Linked DNA regions of Danio rerio: region 2 is linked to region 1. A link is a contact called in public HiChIP or PLAC-seq data. All regions are on one chromosome and are shown on one strand. Each heading gives the region's core, a stretch centred on a gene start, on an enhancer-like site or on the middle of the called end of the contact. The rest is flanking DNA. Distances are from core to core; before and after follow the strand shown. Region 1 holds the start of ppp2r3b (protein phosphatase 2, regulatory subunit B'', beta). Region 2 holds the start of shox (shox homeobox).

The links. HiChIP or PLAC-seq counts read pairs in DNA pulled down with a chosen protein or histone mark.
Region 2: an H3K4me3 HiChIP or PLAC-seq map of embryo shows a contact between it and region 1, with 3 times the contacts expected there. The contact joins the promoter of shox here to the promoter of ppp2r3b in region 1. A contact is called at or near these places in 1 of 18 Hi-C or Micro-C datasets (an unstated tissue) and 1 of 4 datasets of contacts at active chromatin or transcription factors (embryo).

The regions. Positions count from the first base shown.
Region 1 is chr9:36,198,828-36,203,294 of GRCz12tu, forward strand. It overlaps ppp2r3b (protein phosphatase 2, regulatory subunit B'', beta), which reads right to left and starts at 2,957. Exons shown (of 14, transcript XM_689298.10): 1 at 2,887-2,957; 2 at 298-761. The coding sequence starts at 651.
Region 2 is chr9:36,331,640-36,336,173 of GRCz12tu, forward strand. shox (shox homeobox) reads left to right here and starts at 1,573. Exons shown (of 5, transcript NM_001126411.1): 1 at 1,573-1,939; 2 at 3,279-3,487. The coding sequence starts at 1,687.

The DNA.
Region 1 (4,467 bases), core at 1,707-4,206:
AAAAACTTCCAAACCATTGATATAAAACCAAACAAGTATGTAAGCTATACTAAAACAGTTTCTACATGAATACATGCTTGACAATGTATGCTTCACAACATGAAATGCTAACATAGGAAATTGAGTAATGTTTCTATGTATACGAAGAACTGATGGAGTATAACTGATGGATAGAGCCATCGCCACATATGAATAAAGTAGAACGCACATTTCTTTAGACTGACACAGCAGTCTGCAAAGTGACAAAACCAGGGTCATGCTGTATTGTGAAGCGAATGTGGAGCATAAAGGCTTTACCTTTTTAGTGCTGACAGAGCGTCGCAGGGCCCTCGCATTCACTCCTGCCCTGTTATTGCTGCCAGTCGCAGATGGCAGCGTGGCCGAAGGAGGACTGCACGGGGCACCAAGGGCCGCACTCATCCTCTCCGTTGCATTAATCTTTGATGCTATATTGTTATTGTTGTTTTCAGTGAACATCAAAGTGCTTGTGCCCTTGAATTCACCATGGCTTAGATCTATTTCTTCTCCACTCTTGATTTTGTTGAGGTAGTCTTTTAGCATCGCCTGAGTACTCGGCTCACTCAACCAAAAGAGGAAGAGCTCGTCGACCTTCATTTTCAGGACAGGTTGAAGTGTTTGTGGTGATGCCATTTCTGGTTTTCTTCATGCAGACAAGATTTTCTCCAAAAAAAAAAAAAAAAAAAAAAAATTAAATAAAAAAATAAATAAAAGTCAAATAAATAAATAAAGATGAAAAATACCTGAAAAAGAAAGCAGAAAGCACTATAAAACTATGTACCGGTTAAAAATCCTCATATTCATTCAGCCATAACTTGTGAGACAATACAATTATCACTATGTTACTTTGAATATTTGCTCTGACATTGCATGCAAGTATGACTTCAAAACAACATTGACTGTGAACAATGCTGTATTTTGATAGTTCATTGGCTGCTAATATGATTTCCCTATTGAGAATAGAAAAGAAGACGTTTCTGAGATCATATCATTCAGTAGGAAGTTTCAATGTGCGAATATAAAACCAATTTTACCCTAGTAAACCATGTTGCAAAATTCACAACCTATTTAAAGTGCATAAAAAACATGTAAACGACAAATGCTTTGTTCATGCATATCAATTTGTGTAGTAGTTTATATTTGTAACAAACTGAACAAATACTCAATGCAACCAAATCTAAAGAAAATGGTATGTGTTTGACGGGCAAAAATAAAATGTAAACAAAAAATGTTAAGGAAAACAATTTAAACAAACTGAATACATTTGGGTGTCACAGTGGCGCAGTGAATAGCACAAACGCCTCACAGCACGAAGGTCGCTGGTTTGAGCCCCGGCTGGGTCAGTTGGCATTTCAATGTGGAGTTTGCATGTTCTCCCTGTGTTGGTGTGTGTTTCCTCCGGGTGCTCTGGTTTTCCCCACAAGTCCAAAGACACTAAATGGTGAATTGGGTAAGCTAAAATTGTCCGTAGTGCATGTGTGTGATTCTCAGTCATAAGTTGCAGCTAGACAGGCATCCGCTGCGTAAAACATATGCTGGATAAATTGGTGGTTCATTCCACTGTGGTGAGCCCTGATTAATAAAGGGGCTAAGCCAAAAAGAAAATGAATGAATGAAACTGAATACATTTAACAAATGAATATACAGTACAACAACAATAAAAAAATCTTTATACAATTTATTTTCCATGTGTGTAAAATGGGTAAAAATATAGACAGCTGTTTGATTATGATCTCACACAACTAAGCAACATATATCACTGTGTCCTAACAAAATAGCAATGCAATGTTAATTAATTCCCTGCCAAAACGTTACGATCATGTTTAATGATAGTAACGTTACTTAAAGGGTTTTAACTAGGGTAAAATTGGCTTTATATTTGCACATTCAGACTTTCTTCTTAATGATATAATCTCAGAAAAGTATTATTTGCATATAAGCAGCCAATGACAATTAAAGAACAACATTGATATCGCAGTCTCATAACAAGAAAACAATTAAAACTTATAAAACATGTGTTTTATTTAATATACTACATTAATTTGTATTATTTTTTTCATGTGCCCTCATTTATTTATTTAGTTTTTGTTTCTTTTTCTTCCTCATTGTCTTTCTTTTGCTTTACCTTTATTATATTTCTTTAAAAGTGTCGCATTTCTCCTGTTGCAGTTTGTATTGTTTGTTATACATCTAACTGTTTGCATTTCTACCTGTTGTAGTTGCCTGCTATTGCAATAATAAAAAAGTACATCATTGCTCACAGTCAGACAGTGCTAATGTTGTTTTCAAGTCATACTTGCATGCGATTTAAGACTGAATATTCAAAGTATGGAAAACAAGATATGTCGTCTCACAAATAATGACTGAACGAATGTGAGAATCTGAAACCAACTTTATACCAGTAACTTAAAGTGTTTAACTTGCCGTTGGCTTCAAATGTCACAAACAACAACCTTTAAACTCCGTGAAAGCAAGATGTGCTTTTATTGAATTCTATTATAAGTCACTTAAAGTACTAGTATCTGAACCAACTATGCTATTGTAAACTAACGTTACGGTTTATAAACATCCCACCGCGGATGGCGAAAGTGGAGAACACACCAAATTATCCCAATTCAAGTTCACCTTATTTAACTCACAATTTCACACACGTTAAGCGTTTAGGCAGAACCCCAAGTTAGCTGAAACACGAGAGAAATAAACTGGTTTGTTGCTGTTGCTAGCAGACTAACACGGAGCATATACTCTCACTGCTAACGGACAAACTATTACATAAACACCGCCAGCATTTCGTAACATAGATAAAGAAACGTACAGTCAGCCGGTAAACACGACAAAGTAAACGGTAACTGGTTTGCATTACTCTACCTGCAGTTATAAAGAAGATTTTTGTTTGTTTTTGTTCATTCCAATAGGGGTACACTTTGAACCAAACTCTCGTCTCCTCAGGTAACCGGGAAAAGTTTATATCGCGAGAGTGGCGAACACACGCGAAAGACTCGTTCATTAAAAGCGGTTCTTTTAAAGAATCGATTCGCAAAAGGAATTGCATTTCACTTGATTACAGAGTCGAATTATCCGATTCATTGTCTGAAGTGAACGTTTTGACTCCGAACGAAACATTGCATAAACAGGTTTTTGTTTAAAGGTGTAAAATATTCTACTAGTAGTTATAGAAAAAAATTACTCAGCAGTATTAATTAATATATATATATATTTTTGCCACTGAGCTGAATTTAAACGATAAAAAACAAAGCACAGGAGTTCAACATAGCCTATATGACAACAAACATAACATAAATGACAAAGCATGAGTTTGCTTAGAACAATTCTAATTTACTGATGAATTTACTAATTTCTTTCTATTTTACTGAAATAATAATAAGAATAGGGGCGTCATGGTGGTGCAGTGGGTAGCACAATCACCTCACAGCAAGAAGGTCGTTGGTTTAAGCATCAGCTGGGTCAGTTGACATTTCTGTATGTAGTTTGCATGTTCACCCTGTGCTTGTGTGGGTTTCCTTAGGGTGCTCCGGTTTCACCCACAAATCGAAATACATGCGCTGATGGGTTGCAGCTAGAAGGGCATCCACTGCGGGAAAAACATGCTGGATACGTTAGTGAATTACTCAGCTATAGCAACCCCAGATTAATAAAGGGAATAAATCGAAAAAAATGAGTTAATGAATGAATAATAATAATAATAATCTCACCCATCCTCTGAAACTACTTCAAGTTAATTTATTTATTCAGTTATACAGTTGGTGAAAGCGGGGACAAAAGAAACATTTTTCATAAAAACCTAAATTTTAAAAGAATTTTATAACATTTTATAATGTTTTTAGCAAAACTATTTTGCTGTGGTTACTAACTCACAATAGTGTTTCAAAATCTGGTGTTATTTTGTATCAATATATAATAGAGATGCCCAAAGTAAGGCCCGCGGGCCTAAATTGTCCCACTGTAACCTTTGATTGGGCCCAGCATCCCGTCTGGGAGGAGAGTGATTATGATGGAGAGGATTGGGGCTAATGCCTTTAACAGAGATTGTAGTTTCTAATTTGACTTAACCTTTTTTGTTTTATTGCTGAGATAAAAAAAGCTAACTGAAATTAAATGTTTCAATTAAATTTTGTAAATGAATCAGATTTTTAAAATTTTTTTATGTAAATACTGTTAGTCGAATAAAGGTCTATGCAGAAGACATCAGGGAACAAATCAAGGCAAAAACCAGTGTAAGTCTGTTATAAATTTGATAGTTTTGTTTTTACTGTAATAAGTTCATTCATTCATTCATTCATTTTCTTTTCGACTTAGTCCCTTTATTAATTCGGGGTCGCCACAGCGGAATGAACCACCAACTTATCAAGCTCATTTTTTACTCAGTGAATGCCCTTCCAGCCACAACCCATCTCTGGGAAACATCCACACACCCATTCACACTCATAC
Region 2 (4,534 bases), core at 323-2,822, 130 kb after region 1:
AGTTTCCATCCAGCACTACTGCGTAAATATAGCCAGGGTTCTTTTTCAAAAATGAAAGTGACTAGATGAGGATAGAAATTATGTTCATATAATAATAATAATAATAATAATAATAATAATAATAATAATAATAATAAATACAGTAACAATAATAATCTCAAATTAAAAAACACGTTTAGAAAAAACAGTGTTTTCTTTAAATAGAAACTACAATTAGTCAACGTAACCCACATGGTCCTACGTCTGTGTTGAAGAAATAGTCAAACGCGTGACAGCAGTTTTTAAATGAGGATGGATTTAATAAATAAAGCGCTATCAAACACGTCATCTGTGAGGTTTACATGAGCGATTTCACACCACGGTGCTCAATATTCACAGGGGATCATAACATCCTTTTGATTCTGCCCTTTTTATTCTCGCCCTGCACTGATCCTTGCATGCGATAATATCATAGCACCATATCCGAGTGTCTTATGCATTTTTAAAATAACTACACTAGAAATAAACGCTCATGATTATGACACTGGTGGTTTGATCGATGTTAAAGATTTTAATTTTTTTTTTAAATTGCATATAAAAATGAATTAATAAATATTCTGAAACAATGATTTAGAAATAAAAATAGAAACATATAAAGCACTCCATATATTTTGTAAATTAGGCTATATTTTTTTAATCAGTGGTAGCCTACTGTAGTGACTTGAGTCAACAATTTTGAGGATACACAATTACACTGAAACAATTGTTTCAAAGGCGCCTGATCTATTTATGCTTCAATCACAACAGAAGCTTTTTAAAACATTTTATTTTCAATGAAATAAATCAATATATATGTAGATATGCTAGTTATATTTGGACAACTGCGTATTAAAATTGTTGCCTATAACTTAAATGTTCATGTGAGACGCAAATACAACTACATAAACTAAAACGGTCAGTTTACAACATCATCTTCTTGAGATGATAATTAATAATACGCTATACATATGCCTAATAGAGCAATCAAAATATGATATGAAAATATTAATAAAACATGTTTAATAATATATTCTACATTTAATAAAATATATTTCATTTATTTTCTCGATTTAGCCCAGCTACCGGCAAACTAGCACAATAAAACACTCCAAAATAATGACTGGCTATGAAAATATCGTAAAGTTGTCCACTTATTGACGATCCCGTGCAAGTAACCACTGTCGATTTTCTCTTGATTAGTCGCTCTAACCTCCATCGGCAAATTCTCGAAAGCCTTCGTCCGATGTTAACGTCAATATAGGAAAATGAACTGATAATGCCATCCTGCAATATTCATATCCTCTAATTGCGTCAGTGAAATTATCACAGAATTAATTAAACACGGTTCCCATTTCCAATTGACCACACGGCACTGTAGGAATCCTAATTAATTATAATTAAATTAAGGGGACTCCATCCAGTGCGGCATTGATTTGAGGAAAAGCCGCTGAAAGTTGAATTCAGAAGCGCTTGTAATGACTCCAGACATGATGGCGATGGGGGCCGGGCTGAGGTGGCCGTGTATAAATAGTGTGATCTGAAAAACACAGACATAACAGCAGGAGTGATCTAAACCCTTCTCCACGCAAACATTTCGCCGAATCCACAGTTGAGCAGATAAAAGATTCGCGTTAGATTCATTTTTAAAGTGGATTTCTGTAATCAGCCATGGAAGAACTCACGGCGTTCGTGTCGAAATCCTTCGATCAGAAAACCAAGGAGAGCAGCAAAGAGAGCATCACGTACAGGGAAGTTTTGGAGAGTGGTTTAGCCCGAGCCAGAGAGCTGGGAAACTCGGAGACCAACCTTCAGGAGATTACTGAAACAAACAACAACCATTGTCCGGTACATCTTTACAAGGAGCACGTAGAGCTGGAAAAGGAGAAATTAAAGGAGTTTAGCGTGACAAGGGCTTCTGACGGTGAGTTTCTTCTGCACGCTGTGATAATGTGTTGCGCCGCGCCGGAGACGAGTTTGCAATTAGATCTTCCCGCGAATGCGTTTGACGGTGTTGAAAAATCGACTAAATCTAAACGACTGCATATTAAGATCATTTTCAAGACCATTAAGAGGTTTTCGTTCGTCTATAGAGGCTAACTAGCATGCGAGTGCAGACATCCAAGCTGCATTCAGCTGATGCAATGAGCACTTGTTCCATGATGTGTGCACCGCGTACTGAATTGTTTTTATTTGTAAAAGACAAGAAATACACATAATGCAATCTTAAGAAAGGACATCACACTAAAAGTTTAATAGTTTGTAATTACATTTTACTTGTTAAAATATAAACAACAGGCCTCTGTCTTGTCAAAATTGAAAACACGATCTATCAATGTATTTATTAGGCTACTTGGCGGTCTTTAAATTGCCAGGGAATCACTAAATATAATTATTTTGTTTTTGTGCAAACAGTGTAAATATGGAGTAAAATGGCTGTCAGTTAACACAGAGCCTTACTGTGTGATCACAGTTTCAAAGAGAGATTTAATATTAAACGGGTTTACTTCAGAAACGGATGAAAGACGTTTAACCACAGTGATGGCAGGCCCATGACAGTTCTTTTTTGAAATACAACCTTTCCAATATTAATATTAATAATAGCCAAATATTAAAATTATAATACAATAATAATAATTATCATAATATTAATAACAAGCAAATCTAAATCCCAAACATATTCATTGCACACAAAACAACAAAAAACATTCTCAAAATGAATGAAAAAAATATTGAAGGTAGTTTGAAAGTTTAATTTAGTTTCCAAAGAAATGCGAGTTTATGCTAATATTCACTGAAAATTAAGGTTTGATTTCTTTGATATAAAACTCCTTGTAAATTAGACTACAAATATCTTCTAACATTTATAATTTAATTCTAGAATTACCCATTATTCAAAACTATGTGCAAAATAAATGTGATTAGATCCACAAAATATAATTTGCATTTAAAAAGGTTAATCGTTTCTTATTTCTTATAAGTTAGTTTTATTGCTAAAGCGTTTTTCACAATGTAGCCTATTGGTTCAAAGCAGCTCGTTCTTATAGTTAATGTCATATTTTCAATTTTATTGAATATCAAGTTTTTAGTAGTGTTCTATGTTGACATCTCGCAGCTATTAATTAGATTTATTTAGTTACCGAATGTGTTTAAAGTGCACGTCTGATCCGTCATCTGGATGCTTTTGAAAAACTCGTGCACCCTAATAAATGAACGCTTTAAATGAAACACTTTGTTGATGTGTTTATGTTGTATTTTCACAGGAATTTATGACTGCAAAGACAAGAAGGAGGATGTGAAATCAGAGGACGAGGACGCACAGAGTAAACTGAAGCAGAGACGGAGCAGGACAAATTTTACCTTAGAGCAGCTGAATGAACTGGAGCGCTTGTTTGATGAGACGCATTACCCAGACGCCTTCATGCGGGAGGAGTTGAGTCAGAGACTGGGGCTGTCTGAGGCCCGCGTGCAGGTAAGCTCCCATTCTTCCATGCGTTACATTATTATTGCTGTTATTGTTATTATTACACATCAATATTAAATATTAAAATTATTCCTGATTTGGAATATACAAATTGTTCATTCTTAAAACACTTTATGAATAGGCCAGATCAACAAAAATACTAATACTAAATATGACATTTTACTTATTAAATAAGTAAAATATTAATTATATGAAAACAGAAGACAGCGTGCAGATAAATGTTTAAACAAATGCATGAATGCAAATTACCTGTATTCCAAATGGAGGCTGTTTCATTTTTCATCGTTTTTTTAAGTAGCATACGATAATTTCAATTAGGTCTGTGTGTGAAAATATGTTTTTGTTTTTTCGATGCATAAATATATTGTTGTGAAAATCGGTTCATTGCTTTTATTATTTTTCTTAAATAAGCAAGCAATAGAAATAAGTATATTATAATAGCGCTGTTGTGTTGTGTATTTATACGCCTGGAGGAATTTATAACGCTGAGAACGACGTAAAACTAAAGTGTTTTTATTAACAGTTCAAGGAGTAAAAAATAAATACAATCCCTCTTGTGAAGACGTGTTTGCTATCGAAAAGGAAGTGGCAAGGGAAAACTAATAAAATAAATAATGGGAAGCGTGATCGCTAGGCCTTCATTCCTCCTACACGTTTGCTTAAAGCAGGCTGGATTAAATGTGTATATCATACCATGCGCCTGAGATGTTTAACATTTGGAGACAGTTGTTGTTGTTGTATTCACTCATACACAAAGCATTTCTGTTATCTCTCGATTTATGCGGGTTGAGTTTCAGCGGTGGGTGTGGATGTGAAATAGCCTTTTAGTTCCTGCAGCAGCAGCTATATTCAAAGGAAAACTTGCTTATGTGCTGCAGAAAGATCTAACCACATCATTAAAATTAATGAAGAGATTGAACCGCTGCTGCAGGGGATACCTTCTTATGTCACTCACCTCATTTTCTCCAACCTTATCTTTGTAATATCTGCCATTGGCTTGATATACTGTTCCTATAAAAATGTATTAGGAATAAT